4 separate regions of the Mus musculus genome follow, and regions 1, 3 and 4 are each linked to region 2. Evidence: chromatin contacts called from public Hi-C and HiChIP or PLAC-seq data. All regions are on one chromosome and are shown on one strand. Each heading gives the region's core, a stretch centred on a gene start, on an enhancer-like site or on the middle of the called end of the contact. The rest is flanking DNA. Distances are from core to core; before and after follow the strand shown. Region 1 holds the start of Grrp1 (glycine/arginine rich protein 1). Region 2 has its middle 23 kb from the start of Rps6ka1. Region 3 holds the start of Pdik1l (PDLIM1 interacting kinase 1 like). Region 4 holds the start of Catsper4 (cation channel, sperm associated 4).

The links. Hi-C and Micro-C count contacts between places; a contact is called where the count stands out from the background. HiChIP or PLAC-seq counts read pairs in DNA pulled down with a chosen protein or histone mark.
Region 1: a Hi-C map of embryonic stem cells shows a contact between it and region 2, with 1.8 times the contacts expected there. The contact joins the promoter of Grrp1 here to the enhancer-like site in region 2. A contact is called at or near these places in 1 of 39 promoter capture datasets (pre-B cells), 3 of 484 Hi-C or Micro-C datasets (CD8 T cells and embryonic stem cells), 1 of 115 datasets of contacts at active chromatin or transcription factors (embryonic stem cells) and 1 of 9 other capture datasets (pancreatic islet).
Region 3: an H3K27ac HiChIP or PLAC-seq map of T-cell acute lymphoblastic leukemia shows a contact between it and region 2, with 3 times the contacts expected there. The contact joins the promoter of Pdik1l here to the enhancer-like site in region 2. A contact is called at or near these places in 6 of 115 datasets of contacts at active chromatin or transcription factors (T-cell acute lymphoblastic leukemia, embryonic stem cells, extraembryonic endoderm stem cells and 2 more).
Region 4: a FOXA1 HiChIP or PLAC-seq map of pancreatic cancer cells shows a contact between it and region 2. The contact joins two enhancer-like sites. A contact is called at or near these places in 1 of 115 datasets of contacts at active chromatin or transcription factors (pancreatic cancer cells) and 1 of 9 other capture datasets (liver).

The regions. Positions count from the first base shown.
Region 1 is chr4:134,251,841-134,257,840 of GRCm38.p6, reverse strand. It overlaps Grrp1 (glycine/arginine rich protein 1), which reads left to right and starts at 3,735. Exons shown (of 2, transcript NM_001099296.2): 1 at 3,735-3,811; 2 at 5,583-6,000. The coding sequence starts at 5,676. Gm42325 (a long non-coding RNA gene) reads right to left here and starts at 1,084. Exons shown (of 3, transcript XR_881491.3): 1 at 686-1,084.
Region 2 is chr4:133,908,234-133,914,339 of GRCm38.p6, reverse strand. No RefSeq gene overlaps it. Among named protein-coding and RNA genes, the nearest start is that of Rps6ka1, 23 kb to the right of the region's middle. Within about 2 kb of position 3,564, at least 347 of the 459 cell types and tissues checked have an H3K27ac peak or open chromatin away from gene starts, as enhancers often do. A contact at or near this core is called in CD8 T cells, T-cell acute lymphoblastic leukemia, embryonic stem cells and 4 more, where this site is marked.
Region 3 is chr4:134,282,754-134,288,702 of GRCm38.p6, reverse strand. It overlaps Pdik1l (PDLIM1 interacting kinase 1 like), which reads left to right and starts at 1,450. Exons shown (of 3, transcript NM_001163794.1): 1 at 1,450-1,542; 2 at 4,156-4,457. The coding sequence starts at 4,173.
Region 4 is chr4:134,222,164-134,227,472 of GRCm38.p6, reverse strand. Catsper4 (cation channel, sperm associated 4) reads left to right here and starts at 90. Exons shown (of 11, transcript NM_177866.4): 1 at 90-201; 2 at 291-365; 3 at 768-911. The coding sequence starts at 136. Within about 2 kb of position 3,967, at least 28 of the 459 cell types and tissues checked have an H3K27ac peak or open chromatin away from gene starts, as enhancers often do. A contact at or near this core is called in pancreatic cancer cells, where this site is marked.

The sequences.
Region 1 (6,000 bases), core at 2,486-4,985, 340 kb before region 2:
TCCCCAAATGGAAAACCACAAATGAAAGAGAAGCTTTGGCTCTGCTCTCTGGAATCGAGGAAGGCCACCAGCTCATCAAGGGGCCTCCTTCCAGGTCGGAGTCCCTGCCTCAGGGCAAACCTCCTCACCTCTCAACTCTACCTTTTCTGCACCCTGGCTTCTCTAAGCCTCTTGCCCTCCCTGAGACCCAGCTCCTGCTGTCCTCTGACCCAAACACCAATCCCCTCCAGGCCCTGCTCAAATCCCTTCTTTGAAGCTGACCCCACCCCACCCAGGCAGAACAAATCGCCCCTGGCCCACCCCCTGTCATCTGCTTTGTCCATTTCTCTGTGAGGCAGGGCTGATGGTTTTTTTTTTTTTTTCCCCCTCTGTGGTCCTTCCTGTTCCATCTTGGTGCCACCCTCCTGATGAGTTCCTCAAGGGTTAGTGACCCCGGTCTGCTGACCCCAGAGCACAGGGAAAGTGTCCCAAATGATCTGTCGCCAGCAGCTGAGGGTGAGGCTGGGGGCTAGGGACAAAAGGCTAGGGTCACACGATCAGTCCAAGTCTGATGGCTGACTGGTGGAGAGCCCAAGGAGAAGTCACATTCATCTAGCATTTCCAGAGCGACCCAAAGTGCTGGCGATTTCTCAACCCACCCTCAAACTACAAATAAAAAAAAAAAAAGCCAGGTCTCATCACCCACATTTGATAAGGGCTGCCTAGAGAGGCCACATTTGTTGTTGTTGCTGCTGTTGTTTGTTGTTGTTGTTGGAGGCCAAGTAGAAAAAGCAGAAAGTCAGGATTTGAATTAAGGCAGGCCTGAGTGTGGCTGGCCGTGGCCTGGGGTCTGTGGCTGGCCGCAGAGAAATAGACAAGAGTCTCCCCCTCGGCGGCGGCAGTGCAGGCACGGGCTCTGAAGCCAGGTCTGAAGGCTTCTCCAGCCCTTTATCACCATTCCTGACACTGACTGGAGCTATTCCCAGTCTGGCGTCAACTCTCTGTGAGAGGAGTCGCCTCTCTCTGACTCAGGCCCGTTTCCAGCTCAGGTGCTCCGGGAACCAGCTCGGATATAGGAAGGAAACAGCTCTCAGATTTGGCTTTCCCCTCCCCCCCCCCCTCCAGGTCCTCGCTAGTGGACCGGAAGGAGCCACTTTAAAGATCTCCCAGGGGACCCATGACCAGAAGAGAGAGAGGATCCGGCCCTTGTTGAGTGCCCCTGAGAAATGAGGGCCGCTGGACAGAGGGATGTGGGGCCCCCCTCCTCTTCGCACAGACAGATCCATGACCTCCCACCTTCCTCTCTTTGTCTGCCTTACCCTCCCCCTCTAGCTCTTCCAGGGTCTCTCACCTAGAGGCTACCCACCCCATTAGCTCTGTCCCATGTGCTCCCGCTCAGGCTCCGTGGTCCAAGGTCTGTGCCTGCCCGTGAACACTTTGTCCACTGGCATCCTGGCGTGGGGCGCTGACACTTCAGACAGGGAGCCCCTCTCCCCCCAGAGCAAGGTTCTCAAAACTTCCCCACCCACACACAACTGAAGACCCCTCCTCCAGGAGTGTTGCTAAGGCCCTATGCTCTGACTAAGGCTCCCTAAGTCTCTGCTCTCTGAGTACTGAGGGGGAGCCAGGCTCATTTTAGAAGCATGGGAAAGAAGACATCCAATCAGGATGACTTTTGTGGTACCCCTTCCAGTAGTCTAGCTTCTGCCCTTGATCCCCAGAACACTGCTGTGATAGGGCCCCCTGCCAGTTTAAGACCAAAGGGATGGGGGGGAGAGGCAGATTCAGTGAGACACTAGGTCCCATCCTCCCCTGGCAGGCCAGGTTTCCTGCCATTGACAGCACCCCAGCTGGGCCCCCGCCTAACCCTCCCCCTGCTTAACCCTTTCATGTTCAGGACTCAGGGTTACTGGCTTGTACCCCATCCAGAAGGGACCATTTCGCTAGATTAAATATGTGGGTCATCGTGTGAAGTAACCAGAGCCGCCTTTGGCATATACTTATTTTTCACTAAGTCACCTGTGATATAACTCAGTTGGGGCCTTGCTTCACATCCACAGGGCCAGGGTTCCACCCACTGCATCAGGCATGGTGGCTAATGCCTCTAAGTCCTGTGCTCTGGTGATGTGTGTGTGTGTGGGGGGGGGGAATAGGAGCATGAGAAGTTCAAGGCTAGCCTGTGCTACTTGAAACTTTGCCTCAAAACAAAACAAAAGTTAGCTATTATTATTCCTCCTCGTGGGAATTTGGATAAATCATTTCCCAGTCTGGACCGCCTATCTCTTCAGCTCTAAGTAGGAAAACCAATAAAACCTAATCCCCAAAGATTGTCCCGGAGATGGATTGTGACAGAGAACGTGTGAGAGCATTTGCTAAAACACTGCGACAACTCAGTTTTGTTATGGAAATAAAGGATGCAAACCCTCCCTCTTTACTGTAGGACAGGGACCCTCAGGAGGTCAGGGGCTCAGGGTCCAGGGCCAAAGGACTGACCTTTGAACTCTGGGTGGCGGACAGTTCACCCGTCCACAGGAGTGCTGTGTACAGGGTTTTTTCATAGAAACAGGGTCAGGGCACTCTGGCAAGCTCCCCAGGTAGGAAGCCAGACACTCTCTTCTCTTCCTCTCCTCCATGCTAGCTCCATTTGCCTCAAGACAGATTGTGTGCCCTAGAGTCTTCACATCCCATTCTGGTCCAGGCGTGGTAATAGCATCCCCCTGCCCCCTACTCAGGCTATGAGCTTTGGGGTCTTTGACTCTTGATCTTGCCAGACAGGCAGTGGGGGCAGAGGAGAGAGGGGATTTGGAGGGTCTGCGCAAGTCCCTCCTACTTTACTAATTTCCTTCCTCATTAAGTGGGGTTACTGTCCCTGCTGAGTCCTATCTAGGTTCCACGGGAGGGGGCTCAAAAGAGATCAGAGAGCATAGATGCAAATGTGCCTTGCAAACATTACAAGTGTTAAAAGGGAGGGAGAGGGCTTATGCTAAGTGGTGGGGCTGGTAGGGGGTGGGCCCAACTGGGAGAAAGGCTAAGACCCAGTGTCTTTTGAACTCTGGGTGCTAGGTCGTTCACCTGCTGAGAGGGTGGGGGGGGGGGCTCCTTTACGAATAGGGCTTCCCCTGGAGATAAATGAAGTCAGAGAAGGGAAGGTTAGAGCTTTAGTAGTCCCCAAGTAGGCGGCCAAAGGATAGAGGCTTAGCCCTGGAAGATCTCTTCCATCGCCCCCTTCCCGTTAACTCTGTTTGCCATCTTTAAGGCTGTACCCCGGAGTTCTTGCTTAATCCTCACGTTCCCTGCACACCTGCAGCACACTGTATCCACCCACCCTTAGGGTGCAGATACTAGGGCTCCCCTCTAGGAAGAGCAGGCTTCCCACAATAAAACAGGCCTAAACCTGCCAGAGGGGGAAAAAGGCAAACCACATAGCACCCATTTCTGCCCTTTGTCCTACCTCGGGGCATGGGTACTTCAGAGGGAGCTGCAGAGCAGAAGGTCTTTGTTTGGGGTTTTGTCTCTTCAGCTCAAGTTTACAGTAGCTCCATGACAACCATTGAACAGGGCAGAGACTATTTATCTAACCATCTGTAAAGTTGCAGGAACACGGCTCACGGGTCCTGTCAGCACTAATGTAAGTCAGGTCAGGAAGGAGTTAATTGAGACGGAGCTCTGGGTCAGCAAGAGTTAACCTAGGGGGTGGAGGCTCTCCGCTTTTCCTGTGGAGAGGAAGGCTAGGCTGCTACCAAAGTTACTCCCTCGTCCCCGCTGTTCCTTCTGCCTTCAGTCTGGGCATACCCAGGGACCACTGCAACTCAGCATCTCCACCCGACGACGAGTGAGTGTATCCAGAGTCCAACGCTGGGTGGGAGGGCCACTTGCGATGCATGGGAAGGAGACTGGTGCCAGGCTACTGAAGCTAGAAGCACCAGTGTTCAGAGCCGAAGCTGGAGTGGACAGAGTTGGAATTTACTAACTCTAGGGCTGGGAGAGTTTAGGCAGTGGAGCAGAGAGGACAAGACTGGCTACCAGTCTAGGATGGGCTGTCTGTGGTCAAACATCAAAGCCAGCCCTGAAAACAGGGAACAGGCAGGGGACGGTAGACTATTTTGGTCCTTGTGTTTAGGGACTTTTTATAGCCTCTCTGCTCAAGGCTAAAGAGAGAAGGAGAAGACAGAGGCCATCCTTGAGGTCAGACAAGCTCAGTGCCCTCCCGGGACCTTGGAATCTGACCCATTGCCTACTATAGTCCCCGAGAGAATAGAGCGGGGCACAGGGAGACCGTTATTGCTGCCTAGGTTTCAACCATTCACACTCTAGTTAGATTTACCACCTACTGGAGGGCCATGCTGAATAGCGGTTATGGAACATGTAACTGCTTGGGCTGGGGCCCGCAGTTGGCAGGGTCTCTGCTCTAAGGCCTCTGTGAAGTGTGGAGGACACCCCTTCTTCACACACCCTTGCCTAGTCTGTTCCTTTGTCACCTTCAGATCCAAGGTTCTCTCAGTCCCCAGAACCAGTAAGTCCCTCTCAGCTGTGTGGGAACGGGAAATCGGAGGGCAGGGGTGGGTGTGTTAAACCATGTGGGTGGCCCATTCTGTTAGCGGACAAGGAAACTGTCAGCTCTTGATTTACCTTCCCTCCTGCCCTTTTCCGCAGCACAAGGGGGGTGAAGGAAAAAGGCCAGAGGTCTTTGAATGTGAAGGGGATAGGGACCCCGAGGGCCAATTTCTGGTGTGGAAGTTATTCAGAAGAATTGGTGGAGGGAACAGATAAGTGAGACGAGGGGTTCCTGCCCAGTTTTAGAACAACAAGATCAGAAACCAAACCTCAGAGGGAAACGTTCTGATAGACCGGCAGGGAGTCCAAGCTGATCTAGATCTGCACAGTAAGGCAAGAAATCTGGGTTTCAAGGTGGCACCCTAACTCTCAAAGGGACCCGTTTAAACCCTTTCATTTCCAGGCCATTGTCCTGGCCTCTGAAATGGAAGTGTGGGGGTTGTTGGACGGAATGGTGTTTACAGTTAGGCTTTCTGGGACTCCCCTTGGCAGGGGCATAGAGTGGCTGGCAGTCGCAGATTGATACGGCCCGCGGACAACCTCCCTCTCCTTCCTGAATAGCCCTGTTGGGCCTGGGCAAGGAAGCTGGCAGCAGCTCCTAGAGGCTTCTACCCTATGGTTATGTCCCTGACCTCGGTGCTTGGGGGCGGGAAGGGTGGGTCGGCTGCAGTCAGCCTGTGGCTGGGGAGCCTCCTTGTCTTGGGTTTGAAGCTACACTGTTGGGAAGAGGTATTTTTTCCGGTTAAGGCCGGTTTCGGGAACCGGGCTAGGACCCCGCCTGATTTTCCTTTCCAAGTGTCCTGCTTGCTTGTCTTGTGTACATGGTTCAGAGGCCAGGTCGGGATGTTCTCAAAGGAGCATAGATGCCCCCTCCCCAAGAACCACCCAATGCTGTAAAGGAAGGAGGGAGGTTCTCTCTTCTGCTCCTTGGGCATGGCACCAGTTCGTGGGGGAGGGGTAACTGGCTGATCCTCTACCCAGGAATGCCTGCGGGAAAGGAACAGGAACAGCCTACTACTCTCTTCCAGACAATTCCTCTCTCCCCACAGGCGCCAGGAACTCCGGAGAATTGCTCGCTGCTCCTCAGCTACCTGTGCGTCCTTAACTGTGTATGGAGCCCTGACCTGCCCAGCTCCGTTAAGATGCTGCTGTCCTCACCCACTACACCTTCGAGGGGACGAACCCCCAGCGCCGTGGAGAGGCTGGAAGCCGACAAAGCCAAGTACGTCAAGACGCACCAGGTGATTGTACGTCGTCAGGAGCCAGCCCTGCGCGGGGGACCAGGACCGCTGACACCACACCCCTGCAATGAGTTGGGGGCCTCTGCATCGCCCAGAACGCCTGGGCCTGCCCGCCGGGGTAGCGGCAGGCGACAGCCAAGACCTGACTCCCTTATCTTTTACCGCCAGAAGAGGGACTGCAAGGCTTCGGTGAACAAAGAGAACGCCAAGGGCCAGGGGCTAGTAC
Region 2 (6,106 bases), core at 2,315-4,814:
AGGAAAACCATTCATCCTAGGCCAGGTCCAAGGATGAAGCCACAGGTGAGCACTAGGATAAAGCAAGGCCATGGGAAACTGTTGCTGTGAACTTATAATGAGCTTGTAGAACGAAGCACTGCTTTGAACTGACTATAGACATCCTTCTGTAACTCCCCTTTTGTGTAATGTTTTGTCTATGAGATAATTTTATAAAAAAAAAAAACTTTGTCTAAGAAAATACAAAAAGGTCAGAGGGAAGGAATAAGGGGTTGGCATCTGGGGCTCTGCCTCAGCCACCCAATTGTACATATGTATATGTCTGTTTGTCTATACATATATATGTAGGTCTATGTGTATGTATGTAAGTATGTGTGAACACTTGTGGAGCTGAGAAGACAGGTGGTCAGGCCTAAGCCCATGAGTGTGTGTGTGTGTGTGTGAATGTGTATGTGTCTGTGCTTATGGCCTAAATAAAACATTTCCTTTCTGTGCGTGTGACTTTCTTTTCCTTTTTATCTGGGTCTCAAAGAGTTGACAAAACTCTGAGCATCTCTAGAATAAAAGAACAAGAGCCTGAATAAGCTAACTCCTTTATTTTATTACCCGCCCCACCCCACTGTTAAACAGCAGGTATCAATCCCCAGAAGCCAGCAGTTTCTGGACCCAGAAGAGCAAAGAGTTAGAAGAAAACAAAACAAAACAAAAAAACCCCCAAAAGCTAGCTACTTTTGCCCTAGCAATCACAACTTTTGCCACGATGATCGCCAATGTCTCCATTGATTCCTTCTTCAGCAAAGGTCCCTGGCAGATGGACCCCATAGGCTCACAGAGACTTGTGGCCTTGTTGGAGGAACTATGTCACTGGGGGCAGGCTTTGAGGTTTCAGATGTTCCAGCCAGGCCCAGCATCATCCTCTCTCTCTGCTGCCTGCAGATCGAGATGTAAAACTCTCAGCTCCTTCTCCAGCACCAAGTCTGCCTGCAAGCTTCCATGCTTCCTACTCTGATGATAATGAACTAAACCTCTGGAACTGTAAGCCAGCCCAATAATAAATCTAATTATTAATTATATATAAATATACAGTATCTATAACTTATAATATTTAAAAGTTGCCACGGTCATGATGTTTTTCACAGCAATAGAAATCCTAACTGAAACAGTATCAAGAAGGTTAACCCATGATTTTAAAATTACTGTCACTTCTGGTAAACTTCATTAGGCTGATACTCAATTGACTAATGTTAGGATCTCCTGCTCAAAGGAAACGCAAGTATACTTGAATTCTGAAATGTCTGTTTTCCTTTTTCCTTCTTCTGCACTCCCCTCTTCCTGTAGTTATTGATACAGTAAGTCTCTGTTGCTGACTACAGTCCTGGTTTCTTACTTCTTTGTTTTCATTTGGTTTTTAGGTTTAGATGAATTGATTGATTGGTTGATTGATTGATTGATTGATTTTGGTATTTTTTGAGGCAGAGTTTCTCAGGCAGTTTTGACTATCCTGGAACTTACTTTGTAGACCAGGCTGGCCGGCCTCAAGCTCACAGAAATCTGCCTGCCTCTCTGCCTCCAGAGTCCTGGAATTAAAGTCATAAAATTTGGATAATTTTTGAGACATGTTAAAGCTGCCTTTTAACTCCTTTTGTAGCCTAGACTAGCCACAAACCCAAGAGTGTCATGCCTCTGCCATGTAAGAGCTGGGATTACAGGCATACACTATCACATTGGGCTCCTGCATCTTTATGTGTGCAATTCTCTCTCTTGTTTAGAATGGTCTTTTTAAAGATTTACTTATTTATCTTATGTGTATGAGTACACTATAGGTGTCTTCAGACATACCAGAACAGGGCATCAGGTCCTGTTACAGATAGTTGTGAGCCACCATGTGGTTGCTGGGATTTGAACTTAGGACCTCTGGAAGAGCAGTCAGTGCTCTTAACCACTGAACCATCTCTCTAGCCCTAGAATGTTCTTTCTAAATGATCCACACATCCTTCAGCATTCACCCCTCAGCACACTGGCATAGGGATTAAAAGCCAACAAAGGCCACACCTCCCTATAAGCCTATTTCTTTCAAACCACCACAAATCCCAATAGAAAGCAATGTGTGTCTGCTAAGAACAACCTGATCCTGCACGTGGCAGTTCTGGAAAACTCCACCCGTGGAAATTCGTGGAAGTCCCCTGGGTAGCAGGAAACAGGATGATGCTATTGTTTATTAAAAGAAAGAACTGGATATAAGCTGGAATGCAGGTCAGTTGATAGTGTTATCTAGCATGCATGAAGCCCTGGGTTTGATCCCTTGCACTGACTCAAACTGGGCATGGTGGCACACACCGTGCAAAACACTTGGGTGGAGGAATAGAAACAGAATAATCAGAAGTTGAAGATCAGCTATGCCTGCAAGGCCAACCTGGGCTAAATAGGAGCTTGTCTGCAACAACAACAACTACAACGAACTTAGCCTACCATTGTATTTGACTTTGCTGTACCAAGGACTGAAAACAGAGTTTCACACACACTGGGTAAGTGCTCTACCACTGAGCTACATCCGCAGTATAACTTTGGACAAGTTATTTCTCTGAATCTAAACTTCCTTCTTACATAAGAGTGTCTACTCCTTAATTTGGTAAGGAACGCAGTTACCATGTATACAAAGGTACTCTGTAAGAACCCAGCTTAATCAGCCTCATTAAATTTTATCAACTTAATTTTTTTGTTCCATTTATTTTTATCGGGATTGGAGATGCAGCTACATGCAAATGAGGGTCAGACAACAATTTTCTGGAGTCTTATTTTTCTCCTTCTACATCTGCATGGACTCTGGGGATCAAACTCAGGGCCTAAGATTTGCACAGCAAACGCTTTATTCACTGATCCATCTCGCTGGTCCAAATATTACCCACTTTCAGGAACTGGGAATAAGAATACTTTTATTATCACTGATCTTTGATTTCACTAGGTAAGCAGGCTTTTAGGAAAGGTTGCTTTGTTGTTCAAGGCCTTGCTGCTTTAGGGAGGGATCAATTCTCATCTATTTAGATTACTGACTGAGGACACAGCAAGGAGGCTGGGTAACCGTACTCCAGTGCTCTCTCTGTCCAGAGTAAGATTCACAGTAGCTAGAGGAAATCACTGGTCAGCCGTCGCCATGACAACATCAGACCGTCCTCCGGTCCATCAACGGAAGGGGGCGGTGTCTGGAGAGTAGATCGCCTAGGTGGCCACGCGTGCCTGGGTCGCATGCAGCCCAGAGGAGTCCTCGGGTGCCAGGCAGGCACTGCTTCCTCTGTCCGCACGGGGGCGACGCAGAGCTGAGCTCCGCGCGTGCGTGGGAGCCAGTGACCGCACTGGGTCCTCTGGGCCCGAAACTGGAAGCTCCCACAGGCTCCCCTCCAAGCGTCTGATCTGACGTCGTCCACGACACACGACAGCCTCTCCCAGGACCGCCCAGCTCATGTACGGCTCTGACCCGACCATCACAGCCCTCACCGAGGCCGACACCAGACCCAAGCTTCCCAGGGACCAGCTTTGGCTATCGCCAGTCCCAGGAGGCCCAGGGAGCACGCGCACGCACGTGTGTGGGCGGGGCTTCAGGTTGGAACGCCCCCTCAGGGGCGGGGTCATAATCTGGGGAGCGCGCGGGGTGATGGGAGCAGTAGCCACGCGGAAGCCAAGCGAGCACGGGGCTGATTTACAGGGCACCACGTGGCTTGGTGGGTTTGGGTGCTCGATGCTGGCCCTAGGGTATCTCGGAAATGGGCTCCAGTCGTGCCATGTGTCGGAACGCGGCTTGGGGGAGGACATACAGGACAGTCCTGGGGCCCAGTCTGGGACTAGATCTAGGTCCTTGGTTTATAGAGTTAGTCGGAGGTCCTTGGTGTGTCATCCACGCTTTAACATTCCAGCCATTGCCCAGGCTTGTCACTTGGCGGCACCCTCCCGCCACTCACAGCAGGATATGCCCTTCTCAGAACCCAGCCAAACAGAGAGGCTCATGAGCGCTTCATCTTCAGTTTCAACAAGATTAGGTTGCCAGGCATGGTGGCTCATGCCTGTCATTCCTGGGGCGGGAAGGTCTTGGAGCCCAGCCCTGGCTACATAGTGAGTTCCTGGCTTTTTGAATACAAAGTGAGACCCTGTGTTAAAGAACTAAAACAAACAAAACCGAACAAGCATCCAAAACCTAAAACAAGCAAGCTAGACAGATAGAGGTGAGTTCTCCCGAGTCCGTTTGTGACTCCAGCAGTTTCCCTTACAGGGAGGGCTGGGGGACAGCCTCAGCAACTTAACACTGAATGCTATTGTTAACTGAAGTGCACCAGGGATAGGAGGGAGATGCATTTTCTTTCTGTTTTCTGGGGTTCAGCATAGACTGGACGTACCAATAAACCCTGCCTGCTCGCTCGTTCTCTCTCTCTCTCTCTCTCTCTCTCTCTCTCTCTCTCTCTCTCTCTCTCTCTCTCTCTCTCTCCCTCCCTCCCTTCCTCCCCCCCCCTTTTAATATGAGGCCCTGGCACAGCGAAAGTTAAAACATTTAAAATGTAATTCTAATTCATAAATCTTTTTAAAAATTAACCTTACAAAAACCAATTTAAGCCGGCCATAGTGACACAGGACTTTAATCTCAGGACTTGGGAGGCAGAGGCAAGCAGATCTCTGAGGTTGAAGCCAGCCTGGTCTACAGAGCACTCAGAGAAATCATGCCTTAAAAAAAAAAAAAGTGAGGCTATGCCAGTGCCTGGCAAATACAGAAGTGGATGCTCACAGTCATCTATAGGATGGAACACAGGGCCCCCAATGGAGGAGCTAGAGAAAGTACCCAAGGAGCTGAAGGGGTCTGCAACCCTATAGGTAGAACAACAATATGAACTAACCAGTACCCCCAGAGCTCGTGTCTCTAGCTGCATATGTAGCAGAAGATGGCCTAGTTGGCCACCATTGGGAAGAGAGGCCCCTTGGTCTTGCAAACTTTATATGCCCCAGTACAGGGGAACGCCAGGGCCAAGAAGTGGGAGTGGGTGGGTAGGGGAGCAGGGCCGGGGGTGGGGGTATAGGGACTTTTAGGATAGCATTTGAAATGTAAATGAAGAAAATATCTAATAAAAAATTTGAAAAAAAAAGAGAGAGAACTTTCAGGTTTTGTTTTGTTTTGAGACGGGATTTCTCACTGTGTAGACCAGGCTAGCCTTGAACTCAGATTCGCCTGCCTCTTTCTCCGAGCATTAGGATTAAAGACATGAACTGCCTTGTAGAACTAAAAGTCCTCATCCTTTTACTTTTTTTTTTCACACACAGTATTTTTGTGTTTACCGGCTTGAGAGATCCTACATATATAAATAAGAAGAGGTCACATGCCTATGGTTGACTCAATCTATACTGTCCTGTGTTTGTGTCAATACATAATAGATAGGATTGTTATTTAAAGAGTCGGTATTTCCAGAAAATGAACATTTACAATTCAGTTAGTCCACCAGTAATGAACTCTTAGTTTGGGCCTGTGCTTATAACAATATAACAGAACTACGTGATCACTGTCAACAGTTTTAGAGGGAATATTGGTAAGAACCAAGAAAGTCATCAAGATTAAGTCTCCTTGGTTACTTGCTCTCCTCCAGCCTGCATTGGCTTGCTTATTTGGTTCTGGTTTGGTTGATAGGGTCTCTCTGTGTAGCCCTGGTTGGCCTGGAACTCCCTCTTTAGACCAGGCTGGCCTCGAACTCACAAATATCCTCTGACTCCCTAGTGCTGGTTTGTGTGAAACGTGTTTGCCACCACCCTGGACCAGCTGATATTGTCTTATTATGTTGAGGCATAGTCTGTGTGACCCAAATTAAACCTGGAACTGACAATGTAGCCCAACCTGGCCCTGAACTTCGAGCAATCCTCCTGCCTCAGCCTCCCAAGTACCGAGAATACAAGTTTATTCTGTAAACTATACTGGATGGATTGGTTAATGCTAAGTAATTCATGCAGTGGGAATCTGGGGTCTGGACAAAGTTGTCCAGGGAGGGTTCCTTGCTAGGGTCACACAGCTAGGACGGAATGGCACAGCCCGGAACCCGGCCCAACTTTATCTGATTCCATGCCTCTGTTGGTCTCTTCCTGTTAGTGTTCAGCTGACTTC
Region 3 (5,949 bases), core at 201-2,700, 380 kb before region 2:
TCATGAAGAGATCTCTTCCTAGTCCATCCTGTTTAACACTGGTAGCCGGCGTCTACTGAGCTTTCCTATTTCCCCCTACTTTCCAGGGCAGGAAGCAAGTCTTGACTGACTCAGTATTCCCAGAAAACGTGAGCACCAATAGGAGGATGGCCCTCAGGACAAACTCTGAATAGATTGCTGGGCTTTTATTAGGAGGGGCTGGAGGACGTTACACTAGGGTGCGAGTGGGTGTTCTAGGAAGACAACTTTTGGTCAATGTGGCAGGTGTTGGTTTCCTCGCCTATGAAAGCAGCAGGGTCAGTAGTAAGGTCTTTACTTTTGGAATATGGTTCAGATTATATAGAAAGTTGCCCAGACCCCAAATATTAGTTTCATAAGCAGATGACAAAGGATGATCCTGGAGGCACTGAGATGCTTAGGGGGCAATGAAGGCAGGATCAACCTTACTAACAAGCAGTAGGTACAGAATAATAAAGAAAAGAATGGGCGTTTCTGGCAGATGCTTACTCAATCTGTGTAACTAACGACGGGCCGGCCAGTTGGTCCTGGTTTCCAAGTGACTGTCACCCCGATCTCAGGGCAACTCAGGGTTATGACTGACAACTGCTGGGGGCATTTGAAAGGTTTTGTGCACGTATTTGAAGAACTCCGGGGGACTGCAGTCCTAGGAGACCTGTTTTGTGTCCGTACACCCGCCTAAAATGGGTCCCAACTCCGGTTCAGGCCAGCTAGGCTGCGCGCCGCAGCCAGGTAGGCCACACCCTCTCTCTCACCCAGCAGGACGCCCCGATCCTCAAGGCCGGGAACAATGAGGTTCCGGCTTCTTTAAGGGAGATACCACCGCGCCGGTGGGGCAGGGGACAGCATCCTCCCAGATGATCGCACCCAGGCCCGCGTCGCTGCCTGGGCCATTGTGCCACCCGCAAACACAGCTCGGTGCCTCGGAACGTAGGTGCAGCCAGCCTCCCAGCACTGGCCGCGCCTCCCCACGGACCCGCCGCCCAGTCCCGCCACCAGCGAGGAAGATGCACCGGGCATCCGGCCCCAGCGAACCGCGCGCTCCAGCCCGCCGCTCGGTAGGTCTGAAGAGGGCGGGCAGCGTAGCCCGCCACGGGGCACGAGCACCGCCGGCTCGGGCCAGCGGCCGCAGCTTCTCTGGGGTCCCGGGACGCGCCCCCCGCTGCGGCTGAGGGCGACCGTCCCCTGCCGCCACCCCTGCAGGGCAGCATTGGTCCGCTCTGCAGCGCGCACACCGCTGGAAACGCTCGGCTGTGCGCCGCGCCAGGGCAGCGACGGAGCGCAATGGCCAGAGCCCGCGGAGGAGAGGCGGGCGCTCGCCCGGCAGCAGGCGGCGCTCGGCTTGCGCACGCGCGCTACGGCAAGCCGGAGGGGGCGGGGCCCGGCGTGAGGGGGTGTGTCCGCGCACCACGGGGGCGCGCGCCGGCTTCTGACTGGAGGCCGCCGCGGCCGAGGGCGCGAGCTGCGCGATAATGGCGGCCTGCAGAGCTCATGAGAGGGAGAAGCGGCGGCGGCTGCCCTGAGGTAAACCTGGCCCTTCGCCGTGCCACGGATGCCCCGCAGTCAGAACCGGTCTCCCTGCATGTGTCTCTGTCCCCAGCAGGCCTGTCACGGACCTCTCAGTGGAGTCATCCCCGGGAAGGCCCGGTGCTGCGCCGGCCACCGGCCGGGGACTGCGGCCTCCGTTCCCGCCCGGGCCACTCCCGGAGTCCGGTCCCCTAGGCTGCAGCCGCCAGGAGTTGAAGCGACTGCGAGGCCCGCTCAGGGGCCACGGGAGGGTCCCTCGGGGTTTCCAGGGACGGCCGCCCGGAGTGAGCTTGCTGCTTGGCCAGTGAGCGCGCCTCGGCGACAGAGCGAGCACCGCTGGCCTTACTTGTCCCCGTCCCCGGCACCAGCAGGTGCATGTCCAAGCCGCCGGTGCCCAGCCCCGGAGGGAGAATGGCAGGCAGGCAGGCAGGAGGGTCCGGGACGTGCCATCGTAAGGCGCTCGGGTTCTCGAAGGATGCTTCAGCAGGGCGTCTCTCCAGCCAGGACCCCAAGGATTTGATAGACACCGTCCTTTCTTATGCAAGGAAGGCGTTCTTCCTTGGGGGGGGGGACCTCTGGCAAGTGGGAGAGGACAGGGGACCGCTGCAGAGAAAAGAGTCACTTGGAAGTGCCTAGTAACCGGGAATCAGCACAGAGCAGGACAGAATGGCCCGCCCGGTGACAGGAAACCTGACATTGGGGAATCCAGGAAGAAATTGAAGGGTAGGCGACCAATACAAGGAAGTAACTCAGGGCAAACCTCAGGAACAGTCATTTTCTTTTAAATCTGGCCAATGAACTTAAAGTAGTCGTTCCGGGAGTCTCCGGTTCCCGGGGCAGTCACTTTGTTTACCTGGTTGTGCAATGTAAATACAATCTTACTCTTCCTGGCCGGCGAAGACAGTGACAGTGAGTGAGGGAGCGTACTGCAGACTCTCCACTCAAAAGAACATTTCTCTGTGGGGCCTGTGCTCCAGCTTGCCTTTAAATGATTTCTCAAGGTACAGCGCCAAAGGACTTTGTCAGAGGATTCCCTGTGATGTATAGGATGCTCCCCCTTTGGCCAGAAAAGACCTAGAATTAAATAACTATGCTAAACAACGATAAAAAGGTAGTTGACTTACTTCATTTTGAGGGAACAGCTCTGCAAAAACTTTATTTGTGCCCATTTTGTAAGAAACAAATAACTAAGCATGCTGGTGCAGGTCTATAACCCTAGTTTTTGGAAGGTGGAAGCAGGAGATTAGGGTCATTCCCTGCTATATAGTAAATTCAGGGGTAGCCTGAGCTACCTGAGACACTGTTGCAAACAAAACATAAGTAAGTGATCTTGACCACTTTTGGTCCATAAACCAAAGTCAGGGGTTTGCATTTCTAAGTGTGAGGGATTTTTATGTTTCACTGCTTTTGTTTGTGTGTTTTCTTCTCAAGACAGGGTCTCTCTGTAGCCCTGGGTATCCTAGAACTCCCTCTGTAGATCAGGCTGGCCTTGAACTCAGAGATCCGCCTTCCTCTGCCTCCTACACGCTGAGATTAAAGGTGTGAGCCACCACCTCTTGATGAAATTTCAAATTTCGGGTATATATATATTTTTAACAATGGCATTTTCAAGCAGTTAAGGATTAAATGAACTTAATATAAAAGTAGCCAGGTTTGGCTACTTAACACACTTGTAATACCACCATTCCAAAGACCAAGGTAGCCAAGGCTATTGAGGTGGCTCAGTGGGTAAAGTTATGTTCTGCCAAGCCATATAACATGAGCTCAGTTTCTGGAACCACATGGTAGAAGGAGAGAACTGACTCCCACATACTGCCCTCTGACTTACACAAAGCTACACACAGATATGTAAAATATACAATAAAATCTTAAAAGATGTGAAAGCCGTCTTGAGCCACATAATCACAAGAACCTGTCTTTTAAAAGAAACAAGACCGGAAGCAAGGCATGGTGACATGAACCTTTAATCCCACACTGGGGAAGCAGAGACAGGCTTATCTCTGAGTTGGAGGCCTGCCAGGGTTTCATAGTGAGATCTTGTTCAAAAAAGGAGTGGGTGGGTGGAGCCTGGAGAGAGTTCAATGGGTAGAACATTTGCTGAGTAAGTCTGGGGGACTGAATTTGGATCCCTAGAACCCATGTGAAGGTAGATGTGCCTTCCTGTGGGGAGATGGGTGGCAGAGACAGAGTGTCCAAAGTTCACAGGCCACTACCCTGGCATATGCTGTAGCAGTGACAGGAGAGCCAAGGTTCTCTCCTAATGGGTGTGCCATGGCATGGGCATGCCTGCACTTATACATAAGAGTCAGGGATGATGGTACTGTAACCATGGCTTCTAAAGCCAGCATAATTCATACATCAAGCTCCAAGCCAGGGAAACTTAGCAAGACCCTGTCTCAAAAACAAAAACTTTAAAAATTAAAGTTCTTGAAATAGTTCATGATACATGGTAAGTGCTATTACCTTTATTATTATTGATAGATTGGTCCAAAGCCTAGCTAAATACTTTCTGAGTACCACAGAAAGTGAAACAGATGGGTAAAGCATGCGTAAGAATACAAGCCAATAGGTCCACCTGATTTCAGCAGAGCACTTTGTTGATTTTTCCAGAAACCTCGACCTTGAAGATGGTGAGTAGCCAGCCAAAGTACGATCTAATACGGGAGGTAGGCCGAGGTAGTTACGGTGTTGTGTATGAAGCAGTCATCAGAAAGACCTCTGCGAGAGTAGCCGTGAAGAAAATTCGATGCCACGCGCCTGAAAATGTTGAACTAGCTCTTCGAGAGTTCTGGGCACTAAGCAGTATCAAGAGCCAACACCCAAATGTGATTCACTTGGAAGAGTGCATCCTACAGAAGGATGGGATGGTGCAAAAGATGTCCCACGGCTCTAATTCTTCCCTTTATTTACAGGTATGTGTCACTGCATAGGAAATGGACCTAAGAGTGGTCAGCAAGAGAAACCAAAGGGCCAGATGAGCTTTGGCTCCCTAAGAGGCAGGGGTTCTGTGGTTCCCTAGGTGTACGTAACGGTCTGTAGAGGAAGGGGGTGTCTGCCTTAAACTTGTGCTTCGCATACCTCAAAGTAACGCAAGCCACCTGCTATGCCTGGTACTTAACCAGTCTGCATAGCAATAGAACAAGATGAGAACTAGAGGAGGTTTGAGACCAGCATCTAAGGTCAGTTCCTGGAAACCAGTTATTTTGAAAATAAACTCAGAAGACGAGGAAAAAAATAGCACAATCAGTAATAGTCACACCAATGGTAACTGGACTTCCCTAAGTCACAGGTCTAAAAATAATAAGCCTTAGATGAGTGAATTGCTACATGCCGATAGTACTTGGAAGGTGGAGGCAGGGGGCTGGAGAGTTCAAGGCCAGACTCACCTGTATATTGACTTTAGACATTCCTAGGCTGAATCCTGAGCTCCAGGACAGAAGCTGTCCGCTGTCTGCTGTCCTCTGACCTCCACACTTGCACTGTGGCATGCACACATGTAAGCATTCACACACGTACACACACACATATTTGTAAACACATACATAAAGAAAGTAAATATAATTTAACAATTAAAATATAGTAACAAAAAAAAAAAACCCAACAACAACGATGTTTAGATTGGTAAAAGGCTCAGAGGATAAAGGGGTTGTTGCCAGGGCTGATGACCCAAGTTCAGGTCTCAGGTCCCTCATGGTAGAAAGAGGACTTGAACACCTGAGAAGTTGTTCTCATACCTCCATGAGTGTTTCGTAGTTCCCCCTACACACAAAACAAAATAATTTTAGAAATTTAGAAGCTAATTTATAGTATTTACTTTTCTAAAAGTACTTAGGTTGCCATGATAAAAATATTGGAAATATTTCTGTCTTTTTTTCCTTTTTCGCCAGTGCTAGAGATGGAGCCTAGGGTTTGGGGCGTCCTACATAAACTCCATCCCTTCCTTTAAGCTGCAGAGACTAAGATGCACAACCCCTTCAGGTGGAGAAGTAAAGATACAAACACATTTGACACAGTACCAGGTCCACATCTAGGAGCGACATCATAATAATTGGGTTTTCTCTAGTTTACGATATGAAGTACCAGACTAAAGTGATTTTTGTACTCAAGTTGCCTCTTTAGTGAGTCAATTTTACCCTTTAAAGCCTTAGGTACCTGTATTTGATTTATGACACTTTCTGCTGTCAGAATGTCTTGAAATAAATAACCCAACTTTTCTAGTAGCTCTCTGTTCATATGTGGTTCATTTCTGCCTTTTATGACCTCGTACAAGTCAGAGAGGAGGCTGACGCTAGTTTGGCATATAAGAACTCGGAAATAGGTACCTGTGTTGAAACTAAGTGAGCCTGATTTTTCTTTATCTATTCATTTATTTTTGAGACAGAGTGTCACCTTAGACTTGGCTAA
Region 4 (5,309 bases), core at 2,718-5,217, 310 kb before region 2:
CTTAGAATGTCTGGGTGGAACATGGAAGCCTGTAGCTAGCAGCTGCCTCTGTGATCTCACCACAAGGGGGAGAGAGAAGGACTGCTCGTAGCAAAGAAGCGGCCTGGCCTCTGAAGAGAAGGGGACACAGCAAAGATGTCTGAAAAACACAAGTGGTGGCAGCAGGTGGAGAACATCGACATCACACACCTGGGCCCTAAGGTAGAGAGCCTCGTCGTGGCGCTGCCGCCGAGCTGGCATCCTAGGGTGGGTGGAGGCAGTGGCCACACTCAAGCTCCTCTCCTCTGCAGAGAAAAGCCTATGAACTCCTGGGTCGGCATGAGGAGCAAGTGCTCATCAACCGCAGAGATGTCATGGAGAAGAAGGTAAGGAGACGGGGAAGGCAGGGCCAGGCAGGGTGACTGTCACCCCCTCGGTCCCTTCCGTAGCTCTCTGCCCTTTGAATGCCCTCCCTGAAGACCTTCCTTGGGAGATAATGTCCACTGGGGTCATTCTTCAGAGAAACTCCTGTAATGTGATAGCCACTCCTCAGCAGAGACCCCCCAAGCTCCCAAAGGTCCCCAGGAGTGTTCCTCTTTTTGATGACGAGTTAAGTTGTGACTACTAACCAGAAACCAGCCTTTCATGAACTCAGACAACATCACTCTCTAGAGCAGACCCCCCCAGGTACACCTGTTCACCAGAAAGGGGCAGAGGAGTTGAACTGTCCTGGCAGAGGCCACCCGTGGTGACACCTGCCTGAAGGAAGGTCTCCCATCTCCTTCCAGGATGCCTGGGATGTACAGGAATTCATCACTCAAATGTATATCAAGCAGTTGCTCCGCCATCCGGCCTTCCAGCTGCTGCTGGCCTTTCTGCTGCTGTCCAACGCTATCACCATTGCCCTTCGCACCAACTCTTATCTCGGTCAGGTGGGATGCTGGCCTGATTTCTACCCCCACTGGTCTAACCTGGGACAAGATGCTTTCCTCTTGGGCCTGTGGCTCTGTGTGTGTGTGTGTGTGTGTGTGTGTGTGTGTATGTGTGATGGTTGAATTGGTTGTTCTTCAAAAGTCTGGTCCCCACCCAGACCTGGTGCAGCAAACCTATGATCCCGATGCTAGAGAGGCAGAGGTGGAGGCAGAGGTGGAGATGGTAGAGGCAGAGAGGCAGAGAGGCAGGGAGGCAGGGAGGCAGGGAGGCAGGGAGGCAGAGGCAGAGAGGCAGAGAGGCAGAGAGGCAGGGAGGCAGGGAGGCAGGGAGGCAGGGAGGCAGGGAGGCAGGGAGGCAGGGAGGCAGGGAGGCAGGGAGGAGGCAGGGAGGCAGGGAGGCAGGGAGGCAGGGAGGCAGGGGGGCAGGGAGGCAGGGAGGCAGGGAGGCAGGGAGGCAGGGAGGCAGGGAGGCAGAGAGGCAGGGAGGCAGGGAGGCAGGGAGGCAGGGAGGCAGAGAGGCAGGGAGGCAGGGAGGCAGGGAGGCAGGGAGGAGGCAGGGAGGCAGGGAGGCAGGGAGGCAGGGAGGCAGGGAGGCAGGGAGGCAGAGAGGCAAAGGCAGAGGCAGAGGCAGAGGCAGAGAGGCAGAGGAAGAGGCAGATGGATCTGTCCAGCAGGTTCCATGCTAGGCTAGTGAGATTATGTTAAAGTAAATTAGTGTGTCATTGTTGGCCTTGCATGGGATCTGCATGCTGGGAAAGACTCCTTGGGCTGGAGAGATGGCTCAGAGGCTAAGAATGTTTGCTGTTCTTCCCAGTATGGATCCCCAGATTCGAAATCAAAGCTGGAGGTCATGGTTCAGTATATGTCGGTAACCCCAGCTCCTCTGTGGAAACATGGGGAGTGGAGACAGCAGAAATCCCCAGAAACTCAAGCTAACTAGCCTGGAGTATTCACCAGGGTGGCCAACAGCAAGACAAGACCCTGCCTCAAAGTGGGCAGAGACCAGTTGTTTTGTTTTGTTTTGCTTTGCTTTGTTTTTAGGTTTTATGTATGTGAAAACTGTTGCTCTCCTCAGACACACCAGAAGAGGGCATCAGATCCCATTACAGATGGTTGTGAGCCACCATGTGGTTGCTGGGAATTGAACTCAGGACCTCTGGAAGAGCAGTCAGTGCTCTTAACCGCTGAGCCATCTCTCCAACCCCCCAGAGACCAGTTCTTATATTGTTCTCTGATCATCACACACATACTGAGGAAGGTGTGCATCCACATATAGACAAGCACACAGGTGTGCACACACATGCAGGCACATGCACAGGCACATGCACACACAGGGACACACACAGGCATATACACACAGACATATACATACACAGGGTCACACAGGGAGACATACACAGGCACATACACACACAGGGACACATACACAGGCATATACACACACAGGGACATACAGGGAGACATACACAGGCACATACACACACAGGGACACACACAAGCACATACATAGACACACACAAGCACATACACACAGGCACATATACAAACAAGTACAAACACACAGGCACATAGACACACACACACAGGGAAACACACAGAAAGATACACACAGGCACACATACAAACCGGCACACACGGGTACACACACACACACAGGGGCACACACACAGGCACACAGACACACAGGCACATACACAGGCACACACACCCGCACAGACAGGTACACACACACAGGGACACAGCCAGGTACATACACACACAGGCACATACTCATACAGGCACACACAGGGGCACACACAGGTACATGCACACAGGTGAACACACAGGAACACACACACAAGTGGACACACAGGGATACACACACACACACACACACACACACACACACACGGGGACACAGAGAGGAAGAGGAAGAGAAAGAAAAGAAACATGAGAGAATTCATCATGTGTGTGTGTGTCCAAGTAGAGAACCCAGGTTCCCTTCAAACTTTCTCCCAGCTGGCCTCAAACTCAAAACTACTTTAGTATTGCAAATGCTGACATACCTGTGCACCATGATACTTGATAGATTTCTTGTTTTGTTTTATCTTTTATTTGTCTCCTTGGTTTGGGACAGGATCTTACTATGCTGCCCAGCCTGGTCTCAAATGTATGACTTTCCTGTCTCAAGCACTAGAGTGCTAGGATTACAGATATATGCCACCATGCTTGATGGGTTTCTGTTTGTTTGTATTTTCATTTGTTCCTTTTAGACAGAGCTCTATATAGCCCAAGATGCCTTCATATATATATGTATATATGTATGTGTATGAATAATCTGAGGACAGATTTGAAAGCCTACAGCTTCCTTCTAAGTTCTGGGAATCCAGATGTGAGTCACCACACCTGGCAGTTTTAATTTCTCATGTGTGGTATACATGTATGCTGTTTAAATTCAGTATGTTCAAGATGGTGGTGACAGATGACTTCAGAAAGGCGCTCAGTGGCCAGGTCACATGTGGTCTTTATGTCAAGGGAGATAAGTCTGAATCCAGGAAAAGATTTAATCAGCAGTGATATGAAATGAAATTTAGAATTGAATTGAACTGAATTTTAGAAAATGTACTGGCTGGGGCTGGAGAGATGGCTTAGTGGTTAGAGAGCTTACTGCTCTTGGTTTCTGGAACATACACACTAAGCAGTTTACAATGGCGGATGATACAAGGTCTAGGCCTCCTTTCATCTCCAAGGGCATCTGCTTGTGTGTGGTATGCATACAAACCACACACTTTTTAAAAGAAAAGAATCTTGCAAAGGACACAGGTTGCCACAGTGTGGACACACAATTGAAGAGGGACAAGAATGAAAGAAGATGAACCAAGATGGGTCAGAGATGTCCAGGGGAAAGATACTGTGACCTGGACCATGACGATGGTGGTAGGTGAGAAGAGCATCACACCCATAGGCTCTTCTGCCTCCTCTTCATGGTGCCTGGACTGAGCCCGGGGCCTTGCCCATGCTAGGCTAGCATTATACCACCAGCCCCAATGCCACGGGCTTCTCTGATGAATCACATTGCTAGTTAATGTTTAGTGAGCCTTTACTGCGTGTCACCTTGTTACCACATATTATTCTGTGCAGATAGACACAGGAACCGCAGAGAGCTGAGTTTGTGGCCTGAGCAACGGGGTAGGGCTGGGGCTCATGGGGACAGCTCAAGAGGAGTGGATAGACCTAAAAGGCTGGGTGCACAGGGCTGGGGATGGACACCTGACAGCTGCCTGTGTCAGGGGAGGAGGCAAGGCTGAGTGGAGATGGTATTCGGAGTGTGAGGGCAGGAGAGGGCCAAGGCAGGCTCCTCATGCGAGGAGGGAATGGAGGAGGAGGAAAGCTGACTGAGGAGTGGCCAATGGCAAATAGTGAGCACAGGAGAGTCACAGCCAAGGGAGTAGTCAGCAGGCCTGGTAAAGGCTCCAGCTATTCCCCAGAGTTAGTGCCCTTGGCATCCCCCAGAAATGGCTCTCAGGGAGGCAGCAACTCACTTATGTAGCTTGCACAGTGAGGACAGTGCAGGTCCGTGCACAGGCCATTGTAGGGTTATGAAATGAATTCAGACTGCAGATGCCAGCATCTGATAGTGAATCCGGGCTGGAGAGATAAAAGGAGAGAGAAAGGGGGGAGGGGTGCAGGGAGGGAGGGAGGGAGAAGAAGGGCGGGAGGGAAGGGAGCAACATTACATTTTTTCCTCTGTGTGTGTGTGTGTGTGTGTACCATGACAAGAATGTGAACGTCAAAGGACAACTTGTAGGAGGAATTGGCTCTCTCCTTCTACTGTGGGATACAACTAAAGTTGTGAGGCATGCTGGCACACACCTCTGGCCACTGAGCCATCTTGCCAGATCCTGAAGATCATTTTGTCAAATGTAAAACAAACAAACAAACAAAAACGCCCTTATTACGGGTCTCAGTCAAAATTGTCAGAACTGGGCAGAGGATGTATGTAGTTCAGTTGGTAAACTAGAAATTCAAGGTCATCCTTGGCTATGTAGTTTTGAGGCCAGCCTGGGCTACATGAGATTGTCTCAGATAATATAGTCAAACAGGAATAAAATAAAATAAAAAAATAAAATAAAATAAAATAAAATAAAATAAAATAAAGCCTGAAAGCCTACTGTTGAATTTGTGACTATGAAGGTCAGTCCCTAGAAGCCCATAGGTCCAGGAATAGTGAGTGTGAACAGCCCACACGATGGGCAGGGAATCTGCTGGCTGCTGGGTGTAGAAATAGAGGGGGTGAGGTGACTGGCTTGCTGGGGTAACTCTGTGGACTGGGAGTTGTTTGCGGGCGTAGGTCACAATTATGAGAAAGCAGAAAGACCAAGATTTAGGTAGGGCAGGAGTGAGTTCTAGCTATCCATC